2 separate regions of the Mus musculus genome follow, and region 1 is linked to region 2. The links are chromatin contacts, called in public HiChIP or PLAC-seq maps. All regions are on one chromosome and are shown on one strand. Each heading gives the region's core, a stretch centred on a gene start, on an enhancer-like site or on the middle of the called end of the contact. The rest is flanking DNA. Distances are from core to core; before and after follow the strand shown.

Region 1 (6,797 bases), core at 781-3,280, 1.8 Mb after region 2:
GCATCTCAAGGATTGGGGGCCTCGGGCTTGCTCTTCAGCACAGTGGGAACTCAGGAGGGCAATGTGTGCCATGGCCAGCTCTAGTTATTGTTTGTGAGGGCAAGAAGCAACAGTCAGAAAGAGTGGTCAGAAAGGATCTGTAGTTCAGGCTAGGGTGCTAAGAACCAAGGATGGGGCAGGGTGGGTAGACTCAAGAGGAAGGCCTAGTACATGTATCCGATCTTTTTTATTTTAAAATTTTGATTATGTGTATGAGAATGTGTGCCTGAGTGTGGGTTTGTGTACTTGCATGCAGTGCCCCAAAAAGGCCAGAAGAGGGTGCTGGATTCACAGAGCTGGAGTTACAGGTAGTTTGTGAATTGCCACATGCTAGTGCTGAGAACCAAACTTGTATCCTCTGAGAGAGCAGTTCAGCCTGAGGGTTAGGGTTGTGATTTTACGTTGGCCGGCATTCATACCTATCCTGACGCACATAGAGTTTGTAGGCAGAGACTGGACATACTTGATACAGGATGTAAAACCCCAGGGTCTGGAAGGATAGAGAGAGACCATGGATGTGTGGCCTTCACTTTCCAAAACACAGGAAACTGAAGCCTTTGAGAAGTGACTCACCCAAAGCTTACAGCTGCTCCAGGGATGGAGAGCACCCACCCGGGACATAGGACTAGCCACAAGGCTAGTGCTATGGAGCAATGACAGCCCTCCCCTCCCCTCCGCTCCCCTCCCCTCCCCTCCCCCCAGCCATGCTGACCACCACTGTACACCTGAGTGAGCAGTTTCTACACCCCCACCTGAATGCCGCATCCTCCCAGACCTGGGTTCCTTGACTTGGTTCAGAAAGCTGGTGCCTGTTGTTTGGAGACTGGAAAATTCATCTGCTGTTGACCCCCAAGTCAGGTCCTCACTGGGGCCATTGACTGAATGAAGGAGGTAGGAGCAGCCCAGCCCTTCCCTGCCCTGGCTGCCATTTCACAATAGGTTGAGTGGCCTTCGGCTCTGTGAGAGTTCTTGCGAACAAGGAGTTGTCTGTTTGATCCTTGCCTCCTAAGACAGGCATGTGGGGGTGTCCAGTACACAGTGGCTGGTTAGGAAATGCTGATGGTGGGAGTTGAACCATGACTCTACTCTCCTGCAAGTCACCTGGGGCTGTGCTTGGAAGTGGCAGGCAAAACGAGTGGGACTCCCAGATCTTGCTTGAAGGAGGCTGTGTGTCAGGAGCTGGGGTGTCAGGGGCACTGTGTGTTCGTGAGCCTTGGTCCAGCCTGCCATGTTCTGGTGGCAGAACCCGGGAGAGATTATTTTGCCCTGGGTGCCCCCACAACATTCCCAGCAGGTAGAATTCAAATTTGCCTCAATGCCCCAGGGCTGTCCTGTCCTAGGATCATTTTGCCTTGTGCCTAAGTCACCAGGATTGAGGAGACACTCTGACTTCTACCATACAAGGGGATCTGGGATTCAGGGGGTGCCACTGTCCTCCATTCCTTCAACTCTCGGTGCAACAACCCCTCTGGCCAGTCAATCATCCAAGGTACCGGCCTGAGAGGACCCTAGTCCCTGGCCCCTCCCCCGAGAAAAGGCTCTAGGACAGCCTGGTCATGCTAAACTCAGGTGGGGTGGGGCTGATGGCTGAGGCACCCGGCAGAAAGCTTTGATCCGCAGTGGGCGGAGCCTGTGTCCACGTGAAGGGGTCTGGATAGATCTCTGTGGGCACAGCCTTTCCTCCTGGGATGGGTGTCTGGAGAGGGAGTGAGTTCAAGAGACGTTAATGGGAGCCTATGAGTCCCTGTGCATGGTGTGTGTGTGACCACAGGGTTGGTTGGGTGCCGGGTGGACAGTTGGGATTGAACTGCTCTGTGGCTCCTGTGTGGTGGCTTCCGAAGGGAAGAAGGGAGGTGGCTGAGAGCAAAGGAGCCAGCCCCTTGAGCTGGCCCTTTGGCCGCAGAGGGCTCCAAGACGCCGGCCCCGCCCTCCCAACAGGAGACCACGCCCACTATGGCCCCGCCCAGGCTGGAGGCCCCGCCCCCGGCCTGCTTTTGCGCTCCGAGCGCTCCACGCTGAGCCGCCGCGAGCCATGGTTCACAGGGCCCCGCGCTGGGAGTGCTGCCCCGGGCGGGGGCGCAGGACCCGGGCGGGACCCCACGGGGTCGCCGGGCTTGCTGCTAGCCGCCGACTATCGTCGTAGGGGACGCGGGGGCGCGTGTGGGCCGGGGTGAGCATGAGGACTCTCCGCAGGTTGAAGTTCATGAGTTCGCCCAGCCTCAGTGACCTGGGCAAGAGGGAGCCGGGCGCGGCGGGTACGGACGAGCGGGGCACGCAGCAGCGCCGGGCCTGCGCCAACGCCACCTGGAACAGGTAAGGCGCGCAGCCCGGAGCGGCGTGGCCGGAGACCGCACCGCGCCACTTTGCGCGCAGCTCGCCCCGCCGCCGGGCCGTGCGCGGGGAGGGAAGTGAGTGCAACGTGTCAGCGGCTAGAGCCCACGATCGCTCCCCGGGGGTGGGTGGGTGGGTGGGCGGCCGGGGAGCAGGAGGCCTCTGAGCCCCCACTTCGCAGGGGCGCACTTGAACCTCGCGGGCCCCCGGCGGGGCGCCGCTGCACTTCCTGTATGCGTGTCGGGCCCTCGGCGCGGGGTGGGCGGTGGCTTTCCCTGAGTTGGACCCCGGGCCTCCCAGCTGTCCGCGGGGGTGCGCCAGCTGCCAGACATTCCTTACCGGACCCTTCCGGAGGCCCATCCAGGACCAGCCGGGCGTGGGAAGCCCCTCCCCCAGCTGTGTTCTCAACCAGTCACAGATAGTTCTTTTAGCCATAGTTCCCCGGTGGGTCTCCTCTTGGCCCTTAAGGAAAAATTAAAAAAAAAAAAAAGTATTTCCATCCAAAGTAAAACACGGATTGAGGGAGGTTTGTGGATGCTGGCTCTCCACTCCACCCCTCCACCTGGCAGAGAAATCCTGCCAGGTTCTTCACCCTCTGTGGTCTGCCACTAGGGACACGGCTGTCACTTGGACACATGTCTTCTGTTCATCTAGTCTGAGAGCAATCGGGGGGGGGGGGCACCCGGCTGCCAGCAGGGACCCTAAGTTCCTCCACTAAGCTGCAGCCTGCCTGAGAGCTGAGACTACCTACCTTAGTTTCCCTCTCTGCTGGGCCTACACCGGTCTCCTCATTGGGCTGGGAGCAGAACTGTGAGAGAAGGAAGACTCCTTTTCCCCAGAACTGCTCAACCACTCTCTTCGTCCCCTTCCTTGTCTCTGGCCAGGGTTTAGTGGAGCCATGCTGACTTTTGGCTCAGATTTCAACTCCACTCCTCTGTTGTGTGGCCCTAGGCAGTTGGTTTTCCACTTCTGGTCCTCAGTTTCTTTATTAATAATATGGGTGAGTGACTGTTGTTGGAGTAAATGTGAAGATGTGTAATCAGGCTGTGAGCATGAGTTCTGGCACACAGTAGGTCTACCCTGTAACTCAGAACTCAAGTCTAGGAACATTCAGAGAGTAGTGTCTCGGAAGTTACTAGAAGCAATTTTGTGGGGACCCTTTCACCCCATCTGGGGGCCTCTGGCTCAGAGGGCTTTGATGGCGCCACGTGCCACCAGTCATGGCTGTGAGAAGGTTTACTCTTTGCCAGAGCTCTGGGAGGGGGAGGCTTGCAAGGGTCGGAGGCGTCCCCTGCCTGGGGAGTCAGGCTCTGGCTGTGTTCTGTGCTCCAATCCTGGGCCAGCCTGTTCAGGGTCCTCACCATCCTAGCCAGCAAGGGAGGTTTTATGCCCCCATCCCAGCTGGGAGATTCAGGGTCACCCAAAGTGGCCAGAACCCATACTGTACAGCATTTCGTGGCTTGAGTCCCGATACTCTCCCACGTACAGACACACATAAGTAAAGGGACTGGTGATGGTGGCCCAGAGTCGCCTCCCAGCCCCAGCGCCTGCCTCTCTTTCTGCTGCCTTTCCAGTGCCTGCAAGGGCTCCAGGACATGAACCCTGAGCAGGGTCAGGACAGCTGTGTCAGCCGCCTGTGCTCTGGCTATCCCTGCAAACTATGGTCCTCCTTCATCTCACGACCATCGCAGCATTAAAGAGTCTTATTTCCCAGTCAGATTGTAAGCCTTAACCTTACACCAGGGACTGTCTAACCCACTGCAGTGACACTGGGTACAACCCTTGAATTTGGTGCACAGCTATTGCTATGTCCTAAGATAGTCCACACATTCATTCATTCATTCACTCATTCATTCACTCACTCATTCATTCATTCATTTTCTTCATGTTGGCTTGACCAAGCTGAAGTGTTAGTTTAGGATCGAACAGCCTGTTCAGAGCCAGAGACCCTAGACCAAATTGGAAAATAAACCAGGGGCTGGGGGGGGTGGGGCGGGGGCCGGTAATTGCTGATGGCTTAGCACTTGGGGGAAGTAGAATGGGGAAACACCAGACCACTGGCCACTTGGCCAGCCCCTGCCTTCCGTGCCTGCTAGCTAGGTGTGTGGGAACATGGGGAGCTCTCTGAAAGAGGCATGGCGCTGCTGGCCTGTCCCACGCTGCTGTTGTGGAGTAGTTTTCAGAGAACCCGCTGCTGCTTTCCTGGAGCTCAAGGGCATAACAGCTCCCTCCTGCCGGGGAGATGCCCTGCTGTCCTCCAGCTTCTCACCCATAGAGGCTCCAGAAAAACTCCCAGAAGCTAGCCGCTGTCTACACTAGACCTAAGGTGCTAGGGGAATTCATGGGTGAATCCTAGCCTTCTGAGCCTTCACTCAGCCAGTGCCTTGTCTGTCCCCCAGTAGGTGGAAGCCCTGGGCAGGCAGGAGCAGGGGAAAGTCTACCCCAAAGTGCAGGACCCCTGCAAAGCAAGGTGTGTGCCCCTGCCCTCCTCTTCCTCCTCCCAGTGGGCTATCCTTATCCATGTCCATAAAGAGAATGAGGATGTGAGAGGAAAGAGGTGACCAGGATGTCCTCTGACAGCACTGTCTGGAATCTGAACCAGGACTCCCAGGGAGCCCAGTGTCCAGGGATGCCGCTGGGTTCCTGGCCTGTGATTAGAGATATATGTCCAGGGGTGATGGCCCTCACTCAAGTAGGAACAAGGAGCAGCAGGGCTCTCAGGAACCTTAGGTGGGGGTTGGCATATGTGTTACACACATGAGAATATTGGGGTTCAGAGAGATGCAGGACACCCTAAATCCCACCCAGGCCAGAGCCAAAGCTTCCAGGCTAGGACCCTCAGGTTCCCAGCCCTCAATCATCTTGCCTTTGTGAGCTGCCTGAGGGCCCAGTCTGAGACTGGACCCCTCCACCCTCCCTCACTCCAGGTAGCTGACAGGTTTTTTTGTTTGTTTGTTTGTTTGTTTTTGGCTTGGTTTGGATTTTGTTTTTGTTAGTTTGTTTGGTTGGACTTTGGAAAACCCACAGAGCTAGGGAGAATCAAAAGGAGCAGGGTCTAACCTGTGTATCCTGAAGGGTGGGGACAGGAGGACTGTCGGCCAGTGCCTCATTTCAGTTCTGGTCCTGCTGAATAGAAGACGTGACCCTTGACCTTTCTAAGCCTTAGTGTTTTCTTCTATAATTGGCGTCCCCACCACATACTGGTGTTACAGCACTGAAGAGACCACAGATAGTGGGTGGTCCATGGGTTGGGTGTAGCCCAGGTGTCCTGAGGCCCATTCCTGAAAGGCCCCCAGGAGGTGGGCACTGTGTACATTCAGCCCCTTGGGGTTAGCAGAACAGTGACCCCCAAAGTGTCCCTGCCCTAGTTCTCAGCCTGTGGTTGCGGGCTTTCATGTGGCTAGGAGACTTTGAAGATGCGGTTATATTACAGTTGCTGAGCTGAGGTGATGGTCTGGCCTGACTAGGTGGCTTTGTGTTGTCACGGAATCTGTGAAGGGTGGGACAAGTCAAAGAAGGAGCTGGCACCTAGTGTCCTGTCTTGCTGTTCTTAAAGACAAGGAAGGACCTGGAGCCGAGGGTCTCAGGTGCTTCAGGAAACTAGACAAGGTAGCACAGAGCCCCCAGAGCCACCCTAAGAGACAGCTATGCTGTACTGTGCTTTAGCCCAGTGTGGCTGAGTGACACATGTCAGAGCAGATTTGGCTTTTGTTAGACTTGTGGTTTTAGCAGTTGTGAGATATGCACCCCAGGCCCCTCTTCTTCCCTACTTGATCTCAAGGAACAACCTTTGTCCCTAAGTACTAAGAAGCAAGTCTGAGGTGCAGACATGGCTTCCTGTCATGTAGCTTCCAGGTACATTAAGGAAGCCGACCCCAAACCCCCAATCCCCAAACCCCCATTCCTGGCTATCTCTGTGTCCTCAGATGTCTCTAGGGGACTCCAGACCAAGCCGGAATCTAGGAAAGATGGTGTTCCCACCCCTCCCTACAGGAATCTCAAGACTTGGTGAAATTGTTCATCCTCAGTAGAACCAAGATTGGCCTTCAGGGACCTGCCCTTTCTCTCAGGAGCAGGCAGCCCCTCCTCTGGTAGCAGTCTGTCTCCGGCTGAGCTGCTGTTGGGCTTGGCTTCTGCTTCTCCCTGTGCCTACCCAATGAGGTCATTCGTGCTCCAGGGCCAGAACCTGGCCTGCCTGCACAGAGAGCCTTACTTTCTGGTAGATGCTAGAGGCCAGAGAGGGATGGGGCTTTACACCTGAGGATGCCCTCCCCTGGCCTCACCCGGAAGTCCCTCCACTTCCTGTGGTTTCTTGGGGACCATCTGCAGATGTCCTGACTGGGCTTGTCACACTGGCCTGGAGGCTGTGGCTGAGAAAGGCAGGGTTTCACTTCTGTGTTTCAGGATGACAGATCACATGGGGTCCT
Region 2 (6,519 bases), core at 129-2,628:
GACAGTTTAGAATTCTTTGGCCTAAGTCCATACATTGTTTTTGTTTTTAACGTAAATGTTAGCTTCCTTTCCTCTCTAAGTTAAAACTTAATAAAGGCAATTCTCCTACTATCTTACCTATGTAAGATCTCTCATATACATACGTACATACATACACACTCACAAACTACCACAGTAAAGCTTTATAGTAATTTTTTCATAAGCCATAAAACAAGCATAATACATACTTGAGTGTGAGAGGTGCTTCTAATTCAAGTAACTGGCACTTTTTCAAATCATACAGTAAACATGAGGTCATAATTCAAGTCCTAATAAAAAATTCCAAATAACTCATATGTATAATCTTAAGTGTCTCCTTATGTGACAGGCATGATTTTAACTAATATAAAAGAAAACCTTCTTTTAACACATACACAAGATAAACATTATGAGCCCATTTTGCCATCCACGTTTAAAGACCATTAAGGCTATACAGACCAAAATTTTTTAAAAAATGATCTAAAAAAACCATAGTGAGCTATATTTTATGGGGAATTGAGCAAAAACAAAAAAACAAACAAAAACAAAACAAAACAAAGTCTTCCACAAACAAGAGCAAAATCCAAGTTGGTCTAAGAGTACTTACCATTCAAAAGCATATGGCCCAGGGCCCTCACACACCAGAAAATCAGTAAAACTAACGGGTTCTTCAGCATCTGCCAGGGAAGTACCCTGCTACCACTAGGAATAAACCGGGGATGCAAACCATTTACTGCATCCTGAGGTGGATATTAATTCTGCAAGCCTACTACATCGCATAGCTAATTCTACTTTATCCCTACTCCAAGACTGAAATTGGAATTTGAAGTTAGCCAAGTAAGAGTCACCTAAAAGATCTTGAAATAGCATCCCTTCCCCACGTGGAAAGGGCTTCCAACAAAAACAGACCCAATCATCGCATCCATATTTCCCAATTAGCCAGTGCTTTTTCGGAAAACTCTTATCACAAAGGAAAAAAAAAAAGCATAATAATGTGCATTCAACATAAGCTAGACTGCTATTAATAGTGTGCGTTTTCTCTTCAGAAGCACAGAAAAGCACTGGGAATTGAGCACAAACTACCCTGACCAAGTTACTTCTCAAGCCAGTGAGGCGCATCTTACATCTCTCAGTAAAGTTCCTATGATCAAAATGAGAGCGAGCACAAAACCGGAGTGGAAGAACCACCAAACCAAACTCAAATAAACCTTCGAAATGTCTGGCCTGCAAGGGAGTCTTTAACAGAAGTGTAATTGAGGCATGAGAGGGTAGGTAACTTGCCCAGGGCTACAGTTTATTTGGTGGCCAAGCTGGAAGTGCATTCCAGGCCTCCTAGATCAGAATTTAGTGCCGTTTCCCCAGCTGCCAATGCCACCCCATGTAAAATCTTTTATAAAACTCTTCACTAAGGCTGTTAACATAAGGGTCCAATTATCATTCAAAGATCAGCCTGTTAGATAATAGCTCAAAAATTCCATCCATTTTTATAGCATTTACCAGAGTCATCTAATCTCTGGAGGGAGAACGCAGAGCTCGGGTAGAAACCCCTAATTCTGATTCGTCCCCAAAGGAGTTGAATACAGGCAGGCAAGCAAAACTGGTGTCCGCACCCACAAACCGTGGAGGAATCCGCAGCTCCACTGCCCCCCCCCAACACACACACACACACACACACTAAATTCCACTCCCATCCCGGCGCACTCAAGACATCCCACCTCCCGCCGCAGGCCGGATAGCAAACTCTTCTATAAGCCACCACTTTTCCGTGAGAATGAGGAAGAGAGACTCAGAGCCTCGCCTTCCCATCCCCTACCCGCGAGAAAGAGCTCCTTCGTGGACTCCGCGGGACCCTGCGCCCTGCCCTGCTCACCGCGGCGGGGGAGGGGAGAGCGCCCCACACAGGAAGTGCATCCTGCGCCCCTAGCTCGCGCCCCGCCGCCGGGTACCTGCTCTGGGCCGCCGGCAGGCGACAGGCAGCCGCATCCACATGGCCTCAGGTGTTCGCGCGGCTGCTCCGCCAGCCCCAGCCGGCCCCTCCCCGGCCCGCTCCAAGCCCGGCCCTTCACGGGTGCCTCGCCCCCAGCCCCCGGCCAAGAGGCCAGCAACGCCGGTCCCCGCGGGGCTGCCAAGAACGTGGACCCCTCAGCACCTCAGGCCGCAACGACCAGGTATCTCCGCCCGCAGCCCCAGAGCCTCCGGCCGCTCTGCCCTGACGCCGGTCCTGGCCGTTGACCCCTCGGCAGCCCACGCCGGTCCCCTCAGCCCGCTCCGCGACTCCCGAGGCTCAGCACTTGCAGGGCGGGCCGGGCCACGACCTGTGCTCCCAGCAGCCAGCCTGAGCGGCGCGGCCCGGTCCCGGCCCCTCGGGCTGCCCTTTCTCCTCAGGCCGGGCGGCGGTTACCTGCAGGAGCCCCCCGGCCCGTCCCTCGGCCTCCGCCGGCGCTGGGAGGGGAGGGGGCGGCGGCGCGGCGCGGGGTGGGGGTGGGGGTGCCTCCACCGCCTCCAGCGCGGACGCCCAGGCCGACGGCGGGGCGGGCCGGGGCCGCGGCCCCTAGAGGCTCGCTCCGGCCCGCGCGCTCGCTGGCTCACTCCCCGCTCCGGCGCGCCTCAGGGAGGGCTCCCCCGGCTGAGGCCGTGGCCGCCTCGCAGGGGCCGAAGGCGGCTCGGCTCCGGGTTTTTTCTCTCCATTCTCCCAACACACAGGAAATAACAGAGCGTCAGGTGACGGCGCGCAGCCAATGAGGCGGCTCCGGGCCCCGGCGCGCGGGCGGGCGGGAGGGCGCGCGGCGGGGCGGGGCGGGCGCAGGGGGCGGGGCCGGGGGCGGGGTGGCGCGCTGCCCACCCGCGTGTGGCAGCGTCGAGAGGCGCAGCAAGGAGACCCCCTACTCTGCGGTCCGGGACCACGCGCCCAGTGCTACCTCCAGCCCTCCGCTTAAGGCTACCTTGTGGGGTGCCCCAGAGCAACTTTCTGGGGAGTTAGTGGCACAGAACCTTCTACTGGGATTTCTGGAGTTCTCCCAGAGCCTCCAAATCCGAAGTCGCGCCTTTGGCAGCCCTTGAAGCCCGTGGCAATTTGTATAGTTACTTGAGCTGCCACCAGGGTGGCTCCCGCTTTCTTAACGTCCGCCGGGCCCAGGTGGGTAACATGGCCTGGTGTGTGCGGATGCACTCTCTGCCCATGGTGCCTACTGGGTGTTCCTGGATGAACAACAGTCTCTGACACTCAGTTTCCTCCGTTCTAAAAGCAAAGAAGCCAACCTACCTCACGTGTAAAATAGACTTCCACACCAGTAGTCTGCAGTGGTGCTGAGGTTCTGCACTCCTGGATGGTAGGCCCAGAACTGAAGTAAGAGATTTCCAGGGCCATGCCTCAGGCCCTAGCCAGCCTTCCCTTGTTCCTCAGATATCTTCACAGAGCAAAGGGCTAAATTTCTTTTTCCTCAAGAAAAATCTCATGTACAACCACCGTCTCATAGATCAGTGGTTCTCAACCTTCCTAATGCTTTGACCCATTAATATAGTTCATATTGTGGTGACCCTAACCATAAACTATGTCAATGCTACTTCATAACTGTAATTTTGCTACTGTTATGAATAGTAATCTCTGTTTTCTGACAGCCTCTCCTGTGAAAGGGTCATTCACTACCAAAGCTGTCCCGACGCCTAGGTTGGAACTGCTGCCTTAGATGGCAGTACCTACTGTGTGCCCACCCCTCTGCTATGCAAAATGAAGCTAATAAGGAGAGGGTGAGGTTGGACTATTTATACCCTGCTTTTGGCACACTCAGAGACCTCTCCACTTTGGACCTCACAGATGCAAGAGGAAGGAGAAGGTTTGAATTATGTGTCCCTAAAACTACTGATTCTAAACTAAGCCTGCATCCAGCCTAGATGTTGGGGAGTCTGTGGCTTCCCCTCTAAAGCAACCCAACTTGAGAGGAAACTGGAATCCAAACATGCTTTGGGTGTAAGGTGAGATGCTGACAGGAGTCAGTTGTGGTTGGTCTGGGGACCAGATTTCATATATTTGGGATCTACAGATCCCTGTGGCCTGGCTTTTACCCTTTCACCTTTCATTCTATCCAGCCAGAGTACTTCACTCTCCCTAGCCTCAGGCCACCCACAGAGGGTCTGGTGATTCCAGGCACAGCTAGGGATCCTGGTTCTAGGGACCCTATCAGGAGGATGTGGTGGAGAAGGTAATGATTTCTCCCAGCCCACCTCATCAAGTAGGGGCTAGTCCAACGCAGGTCTGGCTGTTCCCGGAGATTTGACTCCCCCACACCTCTTTGACAACAGGCAAAGTGCCAAGCCCTTCCGGAGCAAAGCGGCAAAGCTGAATAGACCGCCAGGCCCTGCCCTCTAGCTGTTCCCATTGTTCTGTTTCTTTCAAACTCTCAGCCACTAAGGCTTTTAAGAGACCACAGCCTGGCTACTGCTAGTGTCAAGACTGCCATGAGAAAGGTGGGAGGAACTGGAAACCTCTAAAGTTTTCTGCACCAAGGGGCGTGGGAGGGAGGAGAATGTAGATGTGCCTTCTTGGTGACTCAGTGTTGAAGGCATCCCCAGCCAGTTCATAAAGGGACACCATTTCCTCATTCTCCCTTCTTCCTAGGTCTCACTTTGCCTCACGGGGACAAGAAGGATACCAGAGAGCTCACGAGGAACAGGATGCAGAGAAACACTGGGTCCAGTCCCTGCCTCCTTCCCTACGGTAGCCCCCTCCCTACTCTTTCAGTCCCTTTCAGAACACTATCCAGATGACCACCACATGGAAGCTTGCCCCATTCTTACAGCCAGATCTGCTGGGACCCTACCATATGCCTTTGAATTATCACACAGAGGAAACACATTCATTGAAATCATGACCAGCAGACAGGTAGTAGTGCTCTTGTGCTGTGTGGGGGGCCTGGACAACTCATTTCTCCCCGCTGAGTTCCATGCCTGACCCCCTAGTGTTACCTCACTTAATAGGTACTGAGAGTATCTAATGAGAGCTGCACCAAGAATTCATGCAGTACCAGACACAACTAACTCTAACACCACCATGCACTGTGATACACGCTTGGAGTCCAAGGATGCAGGAGACTGAAAGAAGGATATCACTGTAAATTGGAGGCCAGAACAGCTGAGCAGATAAAGCTCAGGGAAATTAATTGCTACCCAAAGTCCTACAACTCAGGGTCGTTACTTTGTTTTGAGACAGAGTCTCAGAGGCTGGCTTCAAGTCATCATCCTCCAGACTCAGCCTCTGGGGTGCTGGGATCGCGGCCCTGACAATACTACACCCAGCTTGCTTCAGCCTCTTGTATCCTCCTTGTCTCAAATGTATCCATCTCAGTTTTCTTTCTATACTTTGTAGTCTTTTAAAGAAAACAAAGTAAATGAGCTGTTTCTTTCTCCCATCTCTCCTAACCCAGTCCACTCTAAACTACCTATTGAACGGAATCACTGTGTATCAATTCCAGAGGCAAAACTAATCCCTTCTCTCTTTCTCTGGCTCTGAGATGGCTTTTGGAAACCCTGTGTCACTCCTTTTATTACAAACTCCTCAGCCCTCCTCCAAGAACCTGGGCCGCTCTGGGATTACAAATGGAGCCTTCTGCCTCTAGGTCACTGATTCTGCTACCATCTGTCAGCACGGATTGATTGAGGAGACTGGCCCTGCTCAGCAGATCAGTGACTTGTGAGAACTGAGCCAGGGTGTCTGTTTCAGCTGCAGGCTGGTGTCGTCCTTCCCCATACTAGCTGACTCTCTTGAGCAAGGGAACAGCCCTCACCTTTATCCCTCAGCAGACTCCTGCTCTCCTTTCTCTTGGGAGGGGCCACTGGCTAACAACTCTGACCCACCAAGAAGACAGCCTGGATTCCTACTTCACAATCCTGGGGCTTCACCTCTAGTCTTGCAGCTTTCAAAAGTCTGTGGTGGACAGAAGGGGAAACTGCCCCCAACACTATGCAGTGCCTGTCCCACGCCAGGTATTTTCCCCAGGCCAAGAGCGGAGATACTGAGCGTGCTTAGGCGCTCAGGCATGGCTTGATGCTCTGGGCATGCCTTCATTCCACAGGTTCACCTGCAGTCTTTGAGACTGTAAGCTTTCTCAGGCAAGGTGAAGAAAGGCTTTAAAGCCTTGGGTGGGGATGCCCAAGACTGTATGTGGAGGGAACTATTGCCCCTGCTATGCACAAGAGACCTATGCCCAAAGCAGTAGAAAAAGATGACAAAGATGTGGCCCTGCAAGGCCTTGTATCTTTCTTGTGAAGGGGCTTCTGCTCACCAGCTTGCCCTTCCACTCTGCCCTACAAGATCAAAGTCATGGTTCCCACTAGTCCCACTGGGCTGTTTGTCTTTTGTTGTGTTGTTGTTGTTGTTGTTACTGGACCTTCCCACGTCTGTCTGGTGTCTGGTACACTTTGCAAGAAAAGACAGCATATTCACAAAAATCATACATATCGCTGATTATGAGACAGCCAGAGGATACCAGGAACGGGGCAGACTTC

What was found. HiChIP or PLAC-seq counts read pairs in DNA pulled down with a chosen protein or histone mark.
Region 1: an HNF4G HiChIP or PLAC-seq map of pancreatic cancer cells shows a contact between it and region 2. The contact joins the promoter of Prr5 here to the promoter of Tbrg3 in region 2.

The regions. Positions count from the first base shown.
Region 1 is chr15:84,678,968-84,685,764 of GRCm38.p6, forward strand. Prr5 (proline rich 5 (renal)) reads left to right here and starts at 2,031. Exons shown (of 8, transcript NM_146061.4): 1 at 2,031-2,352. The coding sequence starts at 2,216.
Region 2 is chr15:82,897,083-82,903,601 of GRCm38.p6, forward strand. It overlaps Tbrg3 (transforming growth factor beta regulated gene 3), which reads right to left and starts at 1,379. Exons shown (of 1, transcript NR_027799.1): 1 at 1-1,379. All of the region lies in intron 1 of Tcf20 (transcription factor 20), which reads right to left. It overlaps Gm20324 (predicted gene, 20324), which reads left to right and starts at 1,998. Exons shown (of 4, transcript NR_045068.1): 1 at 1,998-2,186; 2 at 3,637-3,990; 3 at 4,634-4,732.